2 separate regions of the Mus musculus genome follow, and region 1 is linked to region 2. The links are chromatin contacts, called in public promoter capture Hi-C maps. All regions are on one chromosome and are shown on one strand. Each heading gives the region's core, a stretch centred on a gene start, on an enhancer-like site or on the middle of the called end of the contact. The rest is flanking DNA. Distances are from core to core; before and after follow the strand shown.

What was found. Promoter capture Hi-C pulls out the DNA fragments that hold promoters and counts their contacts.
Region 1: a contact with region 2 is called in a promoter capture Hi-C map of hippocampal neurons, with 4 times the contacts expected there. The contact joins the promoter of Plxna3 here to the promoter of Srpk3 in region 2. A contact is called at or near these places in 6 of 39 promoter capture datasets (the C10 cell line, hippocampal neurons, liver and 2 more), 2 of 115 datasets of contacts at active chromatin or transcription factors (cardiomyocytes and double positive thymocytes) and 2 of 9 other capture datasets (adipose tissue and liver).

What each region holds. Positions count from the first base shown.
Region 1 is chrX:74,327,702-74,330,401 of GRCm38.p6, reverse strand. It overlaps Plxna3 (plexin A3), which reads right to left and starts at 1,336. Exons shown (of 33, transcript NM_008883.2): 1 at 1,187-1,336. Gm39520 (a long non-coding RNA gene) reads left to right here and starts at 2,112. Exons shown (of 4, transcript XR_878127.3): 1 at 2,112-2,232; 2 at 2,607-2,672.
Region 2 is chrX:73,773,149-73,775,892 of GRCm38.p6, reverse strand. Srpk3 (serine/arginine-rich protein specific kinase 3) reads right to left here and starts at 1,488. Exons shown (of 15, transcript NM_019684.2): 1 at 1,387-1,488; 2 at 1,179-1,309; 3 at 892-1,000; 4 at 702-789; 5 at 328-415. The coding sequence starts at 1,442.

The DNA.
Region 1 (2,700 bases), core at 87-2,586, 550 kb before region 2:
TGGCCTTTCCACTGCAACACAAAGCCAAGACTCTCGCTGAGACAGACATCAGTCAAGCTTTGCTCAGACACAGGCAGACAAATGCTCTGCCAGGCCTGTGTGGCTCTCCCTGAAGAGCCAAAGGTTAGTCAGAGAGGGATATTGGCAGAAGGGTATAACCCACTTTTGAGAGTCCCAGAAGTATTATATGTAGAAACCAGCATCCTCAAATACAGTTGAAGCCTTAAGGCTATGGAGTACTACCCCTTCCCCTAAACAAATAGGGCCAATGCTGGCATTCACCCCCCGGGCCACACCCAGCCAGCCCCAGGCTGCAAAGACAGCAGAGCAGTGTCTCTGTAACTAATGGGGCAGAGCTCAGTGCTACCCTCTCAGTGCCCAATTCCCAAGAGACACAGGAGGGACTCAGAATGGGGTGGGGGGTGGGGGCCACAGCAAAGAGAAAGAAAAGCCAGCATTTGCTAGAACATGGAGCAATTCCAGCTTGAAAGTGCCAAGTTTCAGCTCAGAGTGATCAGCGCTCTGGGGCTCTTTTGTCGGGTCTGCATCCCAGACCCCTCATGCAACAACCAGAGAAGAAAGGAAAGCAAAAGAGAAAAGCGACTGCACCCTACCTTCACCTCTTCTACACTCTACAGAAAAGCCAAATTTTAGGAACTGGCCGGGACAGGTTGGAAAGGAGACCTGGAAAGTGGTAATTGGCAGCCCAAGACCCCACCCCAGCCCCCACCTCTAAGTGGCAACCTCAAGCATCACAGTCGCACCCAGCCCCTCTGCTACAGTCCTGCCAGCAAAGAGCGCGATGATGAGGAAAGCTCCATATAAATATGCAGGTCCACAGCCCGCTCTTCCACAATGCTCCCCTCTATGCCATGAACCCAACCAGTCCTGCCCCCAATGGGGGCACCCTGAGCAGACCCGCAGATACCTTAGTCAATACAGAGGCTACAGCAATGCTCAGAGATGCTGCTCCTCCTCTACAAAAGGGTTCTATCAACCAATAGGACTATGATCGAGTTGGCTGTCTCTTCCCGCTCAGGGTACGGAGTGCTTGGCAAGCCTGGTCTGGAGAGGTAGGGAGGGACAGGGCCTGACCCCAGAAACCATCTGGACCCCCAGGCTGTCTGAAACCTCTGCCATCCAGCAGACTATTGGCGCACAGGCTTTAAGGATGGCGACCACCTACCTGTCCCTCCACCGCGACTGACTCGGGGTGGCCACCCGTGGCCACGTGGACGTGCCCCCCCGCCCCGTGCCCAACAGCCGCCCCCCTCGCTTGGCCCCGCAGCCTCGCCTCGCACGCTGCAAAATCTGCAACCGCCGCCGCCCACACACTGGGCTGGCCTGCGGCCGCCTGGGCCTTTTAAACCCGGACCGTACCACCACACCGGGAGGGGGCTCCCAGAGAGGGCGGGCCGGGGCCCTAAGAAGCAGAGCGCATGGCGGTTGGGGGAGGCCGCTAGGCCCTGGGGCCCAGGACTCTAGTGCAAGAAGCAAGCCTCTCATGGGTCTCTGGGGATCCCTTCCTGAGAACAGCCCCCTTTGCTCAATGGCTGAGTCCTAGGCGCGGGCCTCTCCACACCCCCAGCTCCCCGCCTGCTGCCTTCAGCAACCCTGGAATCTGTGCGCGGCCGCGCCACACCCCCTTGGGCCTGGAGTGCGCGCCTCCAGGAGCCCGTGGCCACCTGCTACTGTTGCAAGATATTGCTTTGGCCGGTCCAACAAAACCGCACAAACAAAGATTGCCCCCTAACTCAGGGCTCTTTCTCCAATGATCCATAAACTGGTGGGCTAATACCCGCCACGAAGCTTGGAGTACTGCAACTTATAGCCATTTTCACCTAGTTCTTTCCTCAGCAAGTCACCATGACTCTGAATCTGCTGAATCTGGGATTTAATTCCATTGCTTTCTCTTTTTTTTCTTGAATTTATTTTCCCTTTAGTACAGAGTGGTCTCGAACTGACTACCCTTCTGCTTCATCCTCCCAATACTGGGATCATTATGGGTCTATGCCATCACAGCTGCATTTTTTCCATGTTGTGTTGAGATAGTGCCTCCTACTGTACCCCAGGCTGGCCTTGAACTTACAGTGATCCTCCAGCTTCACCTTCCCATGTTCTGGAATACAAGTATTTTCCACTGCTACAGTTATTCTTTGTGTGTGCATGCGCACGCACCCAAGAAGACCATCTGAGAGCATTAGACACCATAGAGCTGCAGTACAGTAGCAGGTGCTCTTAACCATTGAGCCATCTTTCTAGCCTCTTTTTTTTTCCGTTGTAAACCGCTTTATTGAGATATAATTCAGTTTTCATATAAGTCCTGTATTTAATGTATACAGACAATTCAGTGGCGTTTTAATATAATCCTAAAGATGTGCAACCATTTCTGCCATCTAATTCTTGAACATTTTCATCACTTCTAAAAGAAACTCTGTAGGAGTTAGCTATCAGTCTCAATTCCCCTCATATATATATATACCCAAGCTCTGGGAAACGCTCTGTCCTTACTGACTGTGGGGTTGCCTCTTAAGGATATCTCAAATAAATGGAACTATACAATATAAATATATTTTTATGTCGACTCATTCTTTTAATATTTTCAGGTTTTGTCAGAGTTGTACCATGGATCAAGACTTCCTTTTGGGGCCAAATAATATCCTGTTGCATGGGTAAGCCACATTTTATTTATTCTTTCAT
Region 2 (2,744 bases), core at 239-2,738:
CTGGTGGCCACCACTGACCAAGTTTATTATTTAGAATGTTTCTGTCACTGTCACGGATATGCCAGTCGAGATGGTACCTCTTGTCATCCTACAGATATCTCACTCCAGCTTTACTCTTCTGCCCAAGTAGGCCTCAAAAGTAGCCTTTTATATTTGGGAGTCACTCAGCAGATAATCACAGTCAACCTAATTACCTGTGTTCCCCCTACTCAGAAACACAAGTGCCCAAAGGGATGAAGTTGTTTTATAGGCTCTTCCCGCAAGGGCTAAATCCCATGATGCAATGTGGATCTTTGACTGCCATATTGCTCGTTCTGCAAAGGATACGGACTCCATTTACTCCTGAGATCCTGAAGTCATCGATAAGTTGAACAATGGTCTCCCTTTTGGGGTCACTAGGGTCACTGTCCCTGACCTGAAACAAAAGGCAAGGAGCCACAGATGACTCCAACCTGCTCCTCAACACTGCTCTGCTCATATCCCCTGAAGCACTTCTATCCCCCTTTCCCAGTCCAGCTGGGGCCCACTTGAAGAAAGCCAGCTGCCTCTGCTCTCCGGGTCCTTTTACTTGGCAGAGTCAGCTGGAGCCTGTCCCCTCTGGGAGCCCCGCCCCACTCTGTAGAGCCCCAGCAGGCCCTGCATTCACATTGCCAGGCCCAAGGCAGTTCAAGGGGCTGGGAGCAGTAGGGGAGGTGCCTTACACATTTCAGGAGCTTGATCTCATCCACGGCTGTCTCAGTGTAATGTCCTGCACTCTTCACCACTTTCAGGGCCACAAAGCGCTTGCGCCTGTAATATGGAGACCCTCATAGGCTGCCAGACCTTGCCAGAGTCACATGTTCTCACGGTGGTGGTCTTAACCAAACCCATAGGCAGATCCCAGCTACTCACTGAATATCCCAGCAGAGCCAGACTGTAGAGAAATGGCCCCAGCCTAGCTTTCGCACCACATGGTACCGCCCATTGAACAAATCACCGATCTTCACTGGGTAGTAACCACCTGCAGAAGGGAACCAAAAGATCAGAGTAGGGCATCTCTCCCTTATACCTCAATATCAATGTCCTGCTGGTCATCTATCTCACGTGGGCCTAGTCTTGGCAACTTTTTACTCTCAAGCTGTCCTGAGCCCTTGCAGTGGCAATCCGGCTGGCCACATGCAGCCAGGGCCAGGCCTTACCCTTGCAATAGTCCTTAGGGTCTTCCTGTTCCTCATCATCAGAGCCCAGGAGTCCCTGCAGCAAACGAGGTGCTGGTGTGGCTGGAGTTAATTCAGAGCCTGAGGACTCAGGCCCACAGGAAGTCTGAGAGCTGTGGGTGAAGGAGGAGGATGCAGACAGTGAGCTCACAGGGAGCAGGGGACCCCAGTCTCCCCAGCCTGGTCATACCTGCTGCTGCTGCCGCCACAATCCACACTACCACTACCACCGGCATTGGCACTCATCCTGATGTCGCAGCCCAAAGCTCTGGTGCACTGGACCGCTGTTCCTGTGGGGCCCAGCCGTGGCCAGTGCATTTATAGCTTCTGCCGCTGATCTCACTCGCCTTTATAAATAGCCTCCCAGCTGCTCAGCTGTGGGCAAGGTATGCAGAACAGGGAGGGGGTAGTGCACTGATGGCAGCCTGGAGAGTCCAGCCCCTAAGCCAAACACCCCTGCTCTGTTTTCACCCACACTCTAGAGACAGAGGGAGCCATCAAGCTGGGGTTATGATAGCAACTCTGTCCCTAGGCTGATTCCCCACAGTGTAGGACTAGCCAAGGAAGACCTCTGCATGGAGATGGAGCAGTCTGGAGTTCCTGTACTCTAAGGTTGTAGGGAGGGGAGGCTCCTATGAAAGAATGAAGTTGATATGATGACCAGGTCCTTTGGCTGAGCTCTCTCCAAATGTTGCAGGGTACTTGATGCATTCTGGAACTTCCCACTTAACCCATATAAGTGTCCTTTTAGAGGTGACCCCCACCAATCCCACCTAAACCCCATGCTCTGCTCAATCTCAACCCTGATCCCAGCTCTTTTGTAACTCATAGACGCACCCCCTAGGCAGGTGGGAGCCCAGACCTCCCCTCTATGTGGCTGAGCAGGGGTCAAAGGCAAGAGTTAAAGGCAACTCATTCCTCCCATTAGAGGCAAAAGGCTCATCAGATTTACATAACACACCCTAGCTCTAGAGCTGACCACTTCTGCCTTGCTGTCCCCATCAACATTTGCAGGTTCCCATTTAGGCCAACTCTGCCATGTCCACCAGGAGAAGAAAAAACACACAGTTATTGCCCATGAGCTAGTTGGTAACTGAGGGATCCTGTGCATCTTGAGTGACCAGAAAGCATTAAGTCCCCAGAAGCACTCAGGATATACTGTGCCAGCATGCTACAGAATACTAGGACCTGGGAAAACAACTGAGACCCTATCTGGAGTCTATGGGTGTCACTGGAGAGAGAGTTCCAGAAAAGTAGACAAGTACTTTTGCTCTTTTGGGCTTTCTAAAGTTGGTAAGGTGATGCCTAGTACTTAATAAACCAGTTGTGGTGGAATGTGCCTGTACTCTCAATACTCAAGAAGTACTCAGAAGTTCCAGGTTATGCTCAGCTACATAGCAAGTTTAAGGCCAGCCTGGAATGCATGAAACCCTATCTTTAAAAATAAAAACCACCTGGAGAGATGGCTCAGTGGTTAAGAATACTGGCAACTATTGTCCAAGTTCAATTCCCAAGACCCATGTGGCAGCTCACATGTCTACAACTCTA